Regions from separate parts of the Arabidopsis thaliana genome. Here region 2 is linked to region 1. Evidence: chromatin contacts called from public capture Hi-C data. All regions are on one chromosome and are shown on one strand. Each heading gives the region's core, a stretch centred on a gene start, on an enhancer-like site or on the middle of the called end of the contact. The rest is flanking DNA. Distances are from core to core; before and after follow the strand shown. Region 1 holds the start of EMF1 (embryonic flower 1 (EMF1)). Region 2 holds the start of NADP-ME2 (NADP-malic enzyme 2).

Region 1 (6,659 bases), core at 1,453-3,952:
TATTACCTTGATCAGAGTCACAACTTTTGGAAGCATTTTCAGAGGTTGCACCCATTGTACTCAATATCCGGCTGACATAATTGTTTTCAGGTAACAACTTTCTTTTTCGACCTCTAACTGATTCCTTCTTCAAAGCAGACTCTTCTTTTCTGATGTTACTACCACCACTGGTTTTTGTATTACCAAGCAACTCACTGAGTAGACGAACCTTGCGAGATTTCCTACGCTGCAACCCACTCATAGCAAGATTTATACTTTCTGATGACCCGTTATCGCATTCCATCAGACCGCGAATGCCTTTATGATTCTTGGTTGCCTTAGGTGGTGTATCCTCAACCACACCAGCAATTTCAGATGAGCCGAACGTTGTCACAGCCTGATCCACATTTTGTTTCTCTTTCCAGCTGCTAATATCCATCGATGGTTTGTTTAGTTTTTCTTTAGATCTGTTGTTTCCTACCTGCTCCGGACTCACAAGCTTTCTGCTCTTGCTCCTAACATTAGAAGCACCCATAGGTCGACCACGTGCTTTCTTGAGAAACGTAGTAGCTGCAGTTGTTGAAGCTTTAAGAAATTAGTATTCCGCATCATGAGATCATCAGAGAAAACATAATTTGCTTGACCAGAGAAAACTTTACCTGTCTGATCATCATTCTCACAGTTTACACCCACTTTCTCCTCAATAGCATTATCTGAAAAACATGATAATACAAAATGATTAAGATTTTGCTATGGATTATGAAACTGAACCAAGACTCAGCAGATGCATACCTGCAATATCAGTTTTCTTTTCTTTCTCGTGATCAATGATAGTTAGCGAATTGAACTTGCTTTTACTTTCGATAACAGAAGAGTTTCCAATAGCTTTTGAGTTTGAATGCAGTCCACAATCTGCAAGCAACTCAAAATGCATAAGTTCAAGTAGACACGTCTTTAGACACATAAAAAACAATATTGGAAATGTGATATACCTTTTGGCCCATGAGCATCTATATCTTTGATGCAGCTCATACAATGCCACCATCTAAACTTTGGAACAGATAAAGTAGGAAGAGTATAGCTTTGTTGGTCTACTAAACTAACACTCTCTTCTGAAAACGGCCAACATTTTCTAAGGTCTCTCTCACGAGTTTCAGCTACGAATCCACTGCAGAGAAGAAAAACTGGTTATTCATGTCATTTCATCTTGTAGCTTGCTACTATATAAACATACTCTAGCAAGAGAGGTTGATGATATAAGGTCAACAAACTATACTCACCGCATGGAAAAATGATCACATTTCACCATATCAATCTCGTTGGCAGCACCTGCGAGATCTATGGATATTGAGTTGATCTTGATGGAAGATCCCATTGATTTGCTTGAAGGAGATAGATACTATGCCTCAGTGATGATTAACTTTCATACACCATTATACTCTCTCCGCAACTAGAGCTACAAAAGCAACACATCAAAACAAGTTATATAACACATCGTATAATTGTGCTTAATGATCACATTATTGTTGTATATCAAGACATAAATCTTAACTTTCCATATATACGACACCAAATATAACTCTAAATTTATTCAAGCAATAAATATAACTAATCTATAACATAGTGTTAAAGCATTTCACATGAATATCCCACATAAAATAACATTCATAACCAACATCAAACTTCACAATTACACGGCAAATAAAAAAAAATTAAACCCTAAGGTCTACATAAAATCAAGAATGAAATTCTATACTAGCATCTCAATTCAATTACGCTAATATAACAAAAAATTAATCGTGCAAGTGAATTTTATACATTTAACAATTAACATGTAAGTAAACCTAAACTTAGACGACCTAAAATTAGGGTTTTTCAGACAGACGAGAAACCCCAAAGCTGTAACCTTATCTACATGACCAGCAAAAGAAAAAAGAAGATCGGACCAGATTCAATATAATTTCGGAATTACAAAACCCAAGAAAGGTCAAATTATTAATCAGCGTAATTTAGGGTTTAAAATCAAAATTAGAACAAAATTAAAAGATAATAAACCACTTAAATTAACCGTATGTGATTAACAAAGATTAACCAAGACCCACCAATTAATACGGGTCAGATCTATCCGCACGTGAATAGTCCGTGAAGACGAAACCCCAAAAAAAAAAAAAAAAAAAAAAAGTAAGAACATCAAGAGTTTCCGAGGAAGATAGACGTATAAATGAACAGTGAAGCTTAAAAGACACGAAGTCAGCTACAAGTCAGACCAAATCTCAACCCAACAAGATCAAACCTTAGCTCAAACCTTAAATCGAAACACATCTGAGATTCATGTCGGAAACAACGCACCTGGGTTAATCCGACCAGAAATTAGGGATTAAAAGGGGTTGCGAGATTCGAGCTCGATCTTAAGCGGCAAGGGATAAAAACTATATCGGTAGATTGAGAAAGCTACGGAGAAGAAGATTAGATGAGCTTGAAGGATGGATTCGTCGGGAGATGAGTAGAATTTGACTGCGAATTTTCGAGAAACCCTAAGACGAAAGGGGAGGGAGAGAGAAAGGGGGACTTTTTTTTTTTTCCTATGGCTTGTAGAGAGAGACTGTTGGAGAAAGGAGAGGAGAGAGAAAGTGGAGCTCTCTTATCCTTGAAATGAGGGTTTTTTTTTTGTTTGGCTTTGCGTCGATATAAGGGTTTTAATTTCAATAAAATAATCTTTTTATTAATTTATTGTAATAATTTTATATTAAAAAAAGAACAACTCATCTATGGAACATGACAATGCCATGTCACCATCTGGTCTGCCTATTTCCAATTACACGAAACAAAGTTACGTATCTTTTTACTTCTATTGTGTACACGTATCTGTATTTGTACATCTCTGTATCTGTTCTTTGTATCTCTGTATCTGTCAAAAGTGAATAAAAGGAGAAAATTTTATGCATATGTTTAGTTAAGAAAGAAATCTGAGCATTAGTAGAAAATAGCTGGCTTAGGGGAACAGTATCCAGAAATTAAACAACAAGATTAAGTAAAAGATCTCAGTGTTTTTCTTTATATTAGGAAAGAACCCGATTTTTATTTAAATCGTATTAGACGTTTTTGTGTGTGATAGGATGGGGCACAAGAAACCAATGAGAATTAACCACGTGGCCGCAATGTGCGGTTCTTATCACAACCCATTTTTCACTTGTGTCCTGATGAAAAGAAAACCCTAGGCGCGTGGATGTCACGGCGTTTACTTTTCGCGTGTGGGCACGTTTCGTCCGTGGCGCGGAGAGGTAAGGAGCGTCGGCACATACGAAGGGGAGACATTGGAGCGTGTTGTTCACGCGAAGGGAAGAGAGAGTGGAGGAATTGAGGGACCAGTGAGATAAATAAAAGCCCTAAAAGCATGATAAAATTGTATGGGTAGGTGATGTTACCCTAGATGAGCCCATTTCCCCAATAAATGAATTATATATACATATATTAACCCTAACACTCTTTTTTCCCTTTCCAAAGTTTACCACAGTAAAAGTGTTAAAAAAAGTCTGGTTCACATAACCCTATTTAGTTTTTTTCTTAAAATATAATACAATAATCCTTAATTATTGTTATTGTACATGTACTATATAGATGTATTTTTTAATATTGGCTTCTGTTTTTTCGGTGGTAGAATCATCACATGGTACACCAACCTAATGGGATACCTATGATGTAAGCAAAGTTTAACAACAAAAAAAAACTTTGTTTTTCTTTAGACCTTTTGCATATTCGATATTTGATAAAGCAATTAATTGGATGTTGACTCTACTTTCGGAATTAACAATAATACGATTAGATAACTAATACAAATCTAGATTCGGGATTTAACTGTTCGACAGCGATTGTGTGTGTGTTTTTTTTCTTTACGTGGCTCTGTACGTACGTGTTGATACATATTAGAAGTAAGTATCGTTAAGTTGTGTTAACTATTATACAAATGTATAAGAATACTAAACCTTAGTGAAAATAAATTACTAGATCAAGTAAATTTTATATATTGCCTCGAAGAAAATAATAGTATACAGTTAGATAAGTGAATGACCTTTAGTGGGCTTTATCCTTTATAACACATTTCTCTCTCCTTGTTCCTGTATTTTTTAATAATATTCTTTCTTCGGTAAATTGTTTTTTTTTTTCTTAGTTTTTGTCGGCTTCGAGGTTTTATGATATAATTCTTTCCAGAGAAATTTAGGTTTGTTACTTTAGTCTATTTTAGGGGAAAAATATAATCTCCTTTTTTCTTCCCACTGCCATATATGTGATTTACTTTTGCCCCATAAGATCATTTTTTCTTGTTTGGCGCAATTAATTACGGGTTTGACAAATTGTGATGTATATACCAAAACGTGTTAATGATCCACTTTGAATTTTGGATGCATTATTTACTTTTATCACGAAAATAGCACACTATATACACCCCTCTAAAATTTCTAGATAATATTCATAATTTAATACCCAACTTTATGGAAAAGGAATTGAGCACATATTCGTAATGATCTTATCTTTTTGTATAAGATATATTAAGGGCGGAACGGAACCTATCTTCAACCAACCTAACATTTTTTCTCGACCGTATAAATCAAGATTCACATAGTTTTGAATATTATCTTCAAACGTATTTGTAACTCAAAAAAAGGAGATTATATTTATATATATATATATAAATTAATTGATACACTTTTAGGTCTGCATACGTGCACAACTGCACATAAGTAAGGTATATTACACAAGTTGATTAACACATTAGTATATAAATATATGTATGCAAAATATAGAGAGAGAAAGAGTGAAGCGGTAGCAAAGGGGAAATAAAAAAAGAGGACTTAAGATGAAAAAGGACAGCTTTAAGGAGATGCTTTGGCCACCAGCGATACCATCATTTAAGCTTTGCATGTGCCTCTCTGTTAGCATCTCGACAACCACATCAACCTTCTCTCTCTCTCCCCTTTTTAACTCTTGGATTTTTACTTCTTACACACACCCCAACATCATCATATCTATTTATTCATGTATTTATATGCTTATATACTCACTTTCATGCATCGATGTGTATCATTCATTATATTATGTTACAAATTCCTTTGAGTTCGTTTGATCTCCGTTATAAAAATACTTAATTTTCAACTCATAACTTCAGTTGGGAACCACAATCGTTTGGCTTTAATTGTTGATACGTCCATTAGATGATAACTTATCTCACTTGGTTAACCATTTTTTATTTGTTAAATTAACCTAAGTTCTCTATTAGATGTATCTATTATCAGCGATTATTTAATAACCCGATGAACCTAATGTTGGAACCTTGGAAGTCTTTTTATTCATCGACAACAAAATATTAGATTTTACCCAAAAAAAAAAAATGTTAGATACATTCTGTGAAGAAAGCTCACTTGATGTTTATTTTGGAAAATTAATTAGTTCTGAATCAATACTAATGACCTATATATGTTTTCACATATACATCAACGATTGATTCTAAAGCTAAAACAACAGTATATCGAATATCTGAAGTTTCGTAATTATAAAGAAGTGTTAGATGATAAGAGTTTCTTCAGCTTAAGGGTGAACACCAGATACGAAGAGATCACTTTAGAGGCAGACTTGAAAATAAAAATGCTCATTAATCAAGTAAGAGTGGTAATATTGCCTGTTGATTTGCTTCGTGGGCCATATAAAGACTATTCAGATATTGGAAAAACACGTATTTAATTATACACGCATTCTCTGTGGGCCATTGAAATTCCTTATAAGCATTCGAGCTAGATAGAAAATATAATGGGTGTGATACGTTTAGACACCCAGGTTGCGTACGGTTCACTATGTTGAAATGTGTTAGCTGCTAGACGAAACACTTATCAACGATATGTTTGGTTCTCGAGATGGTCCACACATTAATCTGTTTGTATATCAATTAAATTCATAGTTTTCGATCCATATGATCTCACTAAACTCATCGCCAACCTCTAAATTTCTTTTCCGGAAATGAGGACTGTGACTTTAATTATTGCATTCTGTTTTAAAAGAAACATAAACGCCAAACGCAAAGCAAACGATATGTACTCGTTCGTGCTTGGCTTTTTGTGTTGAAGATTTACCAGTTAATTTTGATTAGATGCTAAAGAAAGATTGTTAATTTCACATAACGAAAAAATGCACAAACATGTGTAAGCATAAAAACCAACCGGAAACAAATATATAATAGAACTTCAATAGTATTTCACTTAACCAAGAATTCATGATGGATTCCGGATTCGGACGGATAACACTTAATGTTATTGTAAGAAACATGTAACATGTTTTATTAAAAAAGAAGAGGAGAAGAATATAAATCAATTGTGGAAGCTACTGTGAACAACGTTAAATGATTTTTGTGTATGAGAAATCGTAAGCTAGCTACCTCAATATCATCTAGCTAGCTTTTGTTTCGCTAATCATTAGATTTTTTTTTCAGATGCATAATGATAATGCATGCATGTGTGTGTTTGTTACGTACGTATACATGATTTTATCAAACTAAAGCTGTCGTTTGAAGATACTACTAGGTCGTAATTATGGTGGCAACGTAAGCCCTCAAACCACGATGATATCAGTTAACTCCAACTTTCCACCAAAACCCATCACCAAAACATGAAAATTCCCGCTTGTGTTCGTGT
Region 2 (6,659 bases), core at 1,977-4,476, 58 kb before region 1:
GTTGTATAATCAGGAGTGAGGACATGAATCACATTTAGATGTCATATGAGACAATATTATACCTTGGTCCATGTGTAAGCCTGTTCAGCAGTACACTCAGCTTGAGAAGTAGGGTTTGAGAGAGCAAGAATCAACGGTTTCTATAAGCCAACACCAAGACCAGCATTAGAAAAATAGCATAAATACCTTGTTTTCTGAAAAAGCAGAGAGTAAGAACAAGAAGAAACCTCGTTGTTGGTAGCCATGGCCTCGACAACTTCTTTTGTGAAAGTCTGACCCACACCGGATGTTCCAATGAGAACGGTTGGCTTGATTGCCTGTTTGAAAAAGTTTCAACAAACAGTGAACAAAAAGATTCTCTATTCACTATCAAGCAATTTAAAGATCAGTTCATCACGTACATTAACAGCACCAATGAGGTCCTTCACAGGTTTGTGCTCATGTGCCCATGGCTGCTTGAAGTGCTGAAGAGATTCTTTGCGTGAGCTAACAATCAGTCCCTGCAAAATAATGTTCAAAAGAGAAACATATATGAACAAGAACGGTATAGCTAAAAAAGATGAGACTGATCTTGGTGGTTGGCGCCTAACAATACCTTGGAGTCCACAAGCCAAATCTTCTTCCGGGTCTCAGTGATGGGAGCTCCAGTCTACAAAAAAAAAAACAGATATGATCAATCACATACTCTTAGCCAAAAAACAGATCAAATGCAAGAAAACTCCCAGATTGACTAACCTCTTTCGAAATCTTAAGAGCAATTAGCTCAGCGATACCGGTTCCAGCCTTCAAAGAATCAGCGAGATAAAGTGTAAGCAGCAAAAAATAAATGTAAGAATTATAAGCTTATAGAGTATAATGCTTTCTGGTCTCACCTCTCCGGCACCCAAGAACAGGAAGGTATGGTCAGCCAGTTTTTTACCAAGCACCTTCTGAGCGGCAATAAGCCCAGCAAGCACCACGGATGCAGTACCCTGCAATTACAGAAAACAAAATCAAGTTCTTGGTAAGCACTCTGACATCACAACCAAAAATTTAAGAAAAAAAAGATCAATCTTGAGGAGAAGATGCTACCTGGATATCGTCATTGAAGACAAGATGGCTATCACTGTACTTAGACAAAAGGTCAAACGCATTGTGGTTTGCAAAATCTTCAAACTGAAAAGATGAGTGTATGATATTAATTCCGGACATCTTTTATCGTAGTTCTGACAACAATCATAGTTCTTAAGAGAGTATCCTATGGCTCACCTGAACCAACACTTTCTCTCCATAGTTCTGCTTTACAGCGCACATGAATTCGTGCAGGAATTCAGCATATTCCTGAATCACAAAAGCAAATAGACTTCTCAGTTTTTGAAAAATCATAGTATTTGCTATAAGAAGAGAAAACACTGATAGGAATTGATTAGTAAACCTGGCCAGTTGCTCTTCGCTGTTTAAGACCGATGTAGAATTCATCATTTAGCAACTTCTCATTGTTTGTACCCACATCAATGGTGATTGGAAGACACTGCATTTGAAAGCCGATTTTCATTTAGGATCAAAACAGTTATTGAGTTATCAATCAAGTAGAACCAATTTCTAGAGCAGCTTTTGTTCTAGTGCTTACAGCTGATGGACGGATTCCTCCCAAAGCGGTGTAAAGAGAAAGTTTCCCCACTGGAATTCCCATTCCCTGGAAAATATTGAAATCGTTCAAACAGATGATAGATGTGAACTTTCAACACAAAATGTTTAAGTTTCAAGTGTAACTCAAGAACTTATTTATTACCTGGCAACCAAGATCTCCCAGACCGAGAATCCGCTCACCATCAGTAACAACAATAACTTGGATTCCTCTCTGGGGCCAGTTCTTCAAAACTTCAAGAATCTTGCCCCTAAAGAACATCCATTCACATTAGTTTAAAGAAACAAAATGGAACCGACCTGGTTAAAGAGATTTTAAAACACACTTCTCGTTCAAACTGATGTAGAGACCCTGTGGCTTCCTGAAAATGCTCCCATACTTCTGGCAAGCCTCACCAACTGTTGGTGTGTACACAACTGGAAGCAACTCCTCAACGTTATCAATCAAAAGCTTGTAGAACAACCTCTCGTTCCTTTCCTGCAAGATTCAGATACATAAGCCACCAGTTGTAAGAAAAGAAAAACTAACCAAACAAAGCTTTGGACACATTCTCTACTCTACTAAACATGAATTCGAAGAACAATCACTGACCTGAAGATCCATCAGGGCCATGTAACGCTGCAGAGGAACAGTGTACTGACGGAGATTGTGCATCACCTTCCTCTCCTAATAAAATCACCCACAAAACAGAAGTTAACACAGACAAAACCCAACTCAAAAACTAAACAAAAGTGAGTTCTTTTATATAAAACCTCAAGTTACCTGAACATCCTGACTCAAAATCACAGGGGGAAGAAGACCAGTTAAGTAATGAGCATCTCTTTCTTTATCAGTAAACGCAAGTCCCTTGTTGTATCTCGGATCACGCATCAATGTGTAGCCACTGAACAAAACAAAAACATTTCAATCCACTATAAGCCCCACAGAAAAATCGGAACTTTAACAAGAAGAAACACTAAGTTCATATTTCACAGAAGTTGGTAAGTTTAGAAACTTAAAAAAGCAAACTTTACTTAGCTGAAGCAATTGTGATGGATCACAAAAAGTAAAACAAAAGGGTATGATTGAGATCTAAAGGTGGGTTGACTCACCTAGCGACAGAGGTAACCCAAGGGGTGACAAGCTGGTCCAAGGTGGCGGAATCCTCACCGTAGACGTCAGAAATACCACCGCCGACGCCGGATCTGTTATCGGCGACATCCTCACCGGGTAAATCAGTCGGAGTACTTCCCATATCTCTTCTGAGCTAATACAAACAGAGGAAGCAAAGTTTACGGAGTAGTAGATTGATGATGAATAATGAGCAAGAAGATATTTTGTTTATGTGGAATGATGATGAAAGACAGAAGTGGAGGATAGTGGATTTATATAGGCCAGAGGAAAATGAGACCCACAAGTTTGAAATGAAAAGTCTGAAAATTGGAGCTTATTGTCAAACAGTGAAGAAGAACGTGGACGGAGTCATCCTTCGTCGTAGGTCCCTCTCTTCATCCATTACCTCGTGTAGACAACTTTCACTTTTTCATTATTGGTTATTTTTTCCCACCAAACATATAACAAATTTAATAAAAGTTTAAGAAACATGTAAGCCACTTTCATTTTGAGATTAGATATGTGTAGACTTCTATAAAACTCGGTGCGATATTACATTATGAATTGTTATTTATGTAAATGATTCTTTTCCCCTTTTTTTTATTTTTTTAAATGTACGAATATACGATGATAATAGAAACAAATCATAATAATTGTACAATGTCACAAATCAAAGGGAAAAAAAAAACAAATAATTGTATTTGAGGCTGCGGGAATGTTGTCGGAGGATCAAACTTGGCAGCCATATTGGACCCCCCAACTTGAATTTATATAAGTCAACAAGATTTTTTTTAATACTAATTTAAGAAGAGTGAAATTTTCAAATAAACTATTACAGAGAATAAACCCACCTCAAATAGGTACCGAACTGTCATTTTTAGTGTATGTAATAGTAAAAACCCACCTCAAATAGGTACCAAACTGTCATTATTAGTGTAAGGAATGCTTAAAGTCTATTAGTAATAATTTAATTTAACGATCATGGATAAGGATTGCTGCTAGTGCATGGATTGAATTAATTATTCATTAGTCGTAAGCACATATGTCCGATTTGAAATAAGCATTTTTTTTGTTTTTGTTTTGCAGTGAATTTCAATAGTTTTAAAATAAGAAAGCATTGAGGTTTTCTTGCTCGCCTTTTATTGTCTCCACTTACTTTTCGATTGACCAATATTTGGTTTTCGCTTTTTTTTTATTTTGCAGTCATTCCAATATTTGTCTTGCGTTCATACAAAAAGTAAGCTAAGATGGACCAAGACGCGTTTATAGTTGCTAAAAGCTCATATTTTCTAGAACATATTAGGGAATCCTCGACTCCAACATGTTCATTTTCTTCACCAACTCCTATATTTTTCAAAGTTTACTTTCTATATATGTTTCATTTTTTTGACCCCTTAATCCTCGCTTCTCACTTCTATAAAGTCAAAAGGCTTGCTATATAACATAATATCGTCTATTTCGTATTTTCTCTGTCATAATAAAACGTCACCTTTAGATTAGAAATTTAAAGTGGTATCAGCGTTATCCCCTTTTACCCTATTTGGGTTTAGTAGAAATATTTCTAAAAAGTAAGTAGTTATGCGACATTCTAAGTGGAAAAAGCTTATATCTAATGATATGTTTAATTTTTTGAAATAAGATTAAAAGAAAACAAGTTGAAAAAAACTATGCAAAATATATGGAAAACATAAGCAAGTTATAAGAAAAATAGTTAGAAAATGTACAAGCGCCCGTTTTGTAGAAGCTTAATTTATGAATCTAGAAATTGTAAATCATAAATCTACATATCTAGAACTGTACTTAGACAAAAGGTTCTTGAAGATTTTTGTGTTTAGCTGAGATCCAGTTCAGCTTAGCTCTTATCTGAGATTTTTTTAAATTTCGAGTTTGGTAAAGAAGACACAATTAAATAAAACCTATATTACTAATAATAAATCCATCATCTAGAATCGACCCTAGCTATCAGCCTATCACCAACCAATGAAAGAGTCCCTCATGAGAAATCCTCACATACCGATGCATGACATGTCAGTATGCAGAAACTGAGGAAGAAGATCCATAGCCATTGCGATGAAGCTTTTGCCGTCTTTGTTGTCAAGTGAATCTAGAGATTTAGCGTATGCTTCCGAGGATGTGTTTGAGACCATGGGAAGATTTCGTAAGCGATATGTTGTCAAGTTGAGTGCTATGATGGCTTCTTTGTTTCGGTAATACCGGAAAGGAATTTGTTTCGATTATACGATTAAGATTAAACTTTCTTGAAATTTTTTGTGTTTAGCTGAGATCCAGTTCAGCTCTAAAACACAGTTAAATAAAACATGTCTGACTATATATCTCTCTCTCTCTCCATTTCGTGATCACTAACTCTTTTTCCTGTTTTGAATCGTTAGATTCTCTGTGTGAAAATTAGGGTTACGGTCTTTTTAGGGCAAAAGAGTACTGGCCGTTGGTTTTTGTAGAGACAATTGATATTGTTTTCGTTGAATAAAAATATATAATGTGTATTTACAAAAGAAAACTAAATCTACTGTGTAAAATCAATGTACGTTAAATCTTCTTTAGTTTTAATTATAGTTCCCTGTTATGAGTTTTTATTTTTTCTTCTGATCACAAATTAGAAACTTAAACGAACAAGACATAAAACAATACGAGGATTTACTTTAATGACACCAAACCCCTGCGTCCGTGTATTTAATGGCATGGCCCGCTATCAAACTTAGACTTTACAACAAAGTTATGATCAAAGGAGGAGGACAAGTTCATGTGATACTTTCAAGCAATTTGTGAGCAAAACCTATAACAATTGAACCTAAATAAACGCCATGATTTCTGTACTGGAAATCAAACAACATTCATGTAACAATACTCTACTTGTTTGTCATTACTCATTATCTTCTCTAGAATGGTGCACAAGTTTGATAGCGGCATGATGGTAAATACAAATTAAAACAAGTTCCACAGCGATCACTGCTTTGAACGGTTTCAGTGACTTCGCGTGATGTAAGTTATTGAGACTCGTCTTGGATCGTATGCTCGTGCCAACTACGTATCCAAACCAAAATCGCATCAGTTTTTAGGCGATCATCGCTCTTTTGGGAAGATTTCCTCCCAATAAATTCCTTTTAAATTGACGCATGTTTTTTTTGTTGGACTCAATTGACGCTTGTTTTTTACTTGCTAGTTGTATTTGTGTTTACTTTATTAGTTTTTTTTTGTTGTTTTTCTTCTTTAATACTAGATTTTCGATATTATGCCATATACCATAGATTTCCATTTTAATATATGCTCGCTAGTCAGTCAATATCATGCTTTGGTTGCATGTGAGGGATATAACACATTACATGATATACTCAGTCGCTATTATGCTTTGGGTTTCTTTCTCTTTAATTACTGAAATTAGGGCTGGGTATTCGGGTATGCTGGTCAGGTTCAGGTAAAATCCGATCGGGTAAAATCCGATCGGGTATGTGTCTTTCGAGTAAAGAAGTTTAGCATTTAATAGGGTAAATCTAAAGTATCGGTTTGGTTTTGGTTCAGGTCTAATCGGGTTCGTGTCGGTTCGGGTATATAATTTCAAAACTGCTGAATACTCGAAAAAATTAGGTATCCTTCGGGTTCAGATATTTTATATCCTTATAGTTGAAACTTTATTCAAATACACGAAATTTTATCCAAATACCCGAAGTTTTTACCCAAGTAGCCAAAAATTCACCAAAATATCCGAAAATTTTACCCTAATACCAAAATTTACCCAAAAAAACCAAAATTTTGTCTCAATATCCAAAAAAATTATAAGTATCTTGCATATAAATACAAATGCATTTAGTTATTGGTAATTCTTTTTGGATATTTGGATATAAATGTATTTAGTTCAAATATTAAATATACAGTAAGATTGTATATGTATAAATCTACGAATAAGTATATGTAATCTTGGGTA

Evidence for each region. Capture Hi-C pulls out chosen DNA fragments and counts their contacts.
Region 2: a contact with region 1 is called in a capture Hi-C map of shoot, with 3 times the contacts expected there. The contact joins the promoter of NADP-ME2 here to the promoter of EMF1 in region 1. A contact is called at or near these places in 1 of 26 Hi-C or Micro-C datasets (root), 1 of 2 datasets of contacts at active chromatin or transcription factors (shoot) and 2 of 3 other capture datasets (root and shoot).

Annotation. Positions count from the first base shown.
Region 1 is chr5:3,691,835-3,698,493 of TAIR10.1, reverse strand. It overlaps EMF1 (embryonic flower 1 (EMF1)), which reads right to left and starts at 2,702. Exons shown (of 8, transcript NM_121191.4): 1 at 2,329-2,702; 2 at 1,260-1,435; 3 at 972-1,147; 4 at 772-891; 5 at 639-692; 6 at 1-549. The coding sequence starts at 1,354.
Region 2 is chr5:3,750,658-3,757,316 of TAIR10.1, reverse strand. NADP-ME2 (NADP-malic enzyme 2) reads right to left here and starts at 3,226. Exons shown (of 19, transcript NM_121205.4): 1 at 2,719-3,226; 2 at 2,390-2,510; 3 at 2,219-2,293; 4 at 1,953-2,104; 5 at 1,772-1,877; 6 at 1,610-1,675; 7 at 1,415-1,510; 8 at 1,249-1,320; 9 at 1,072-1,155; 10 at 873-971; 11 at 736-783; 12 at 596-649; 13 at 402-500; 14 at 228-317; 1 more. The coding sequence starts at 2,861.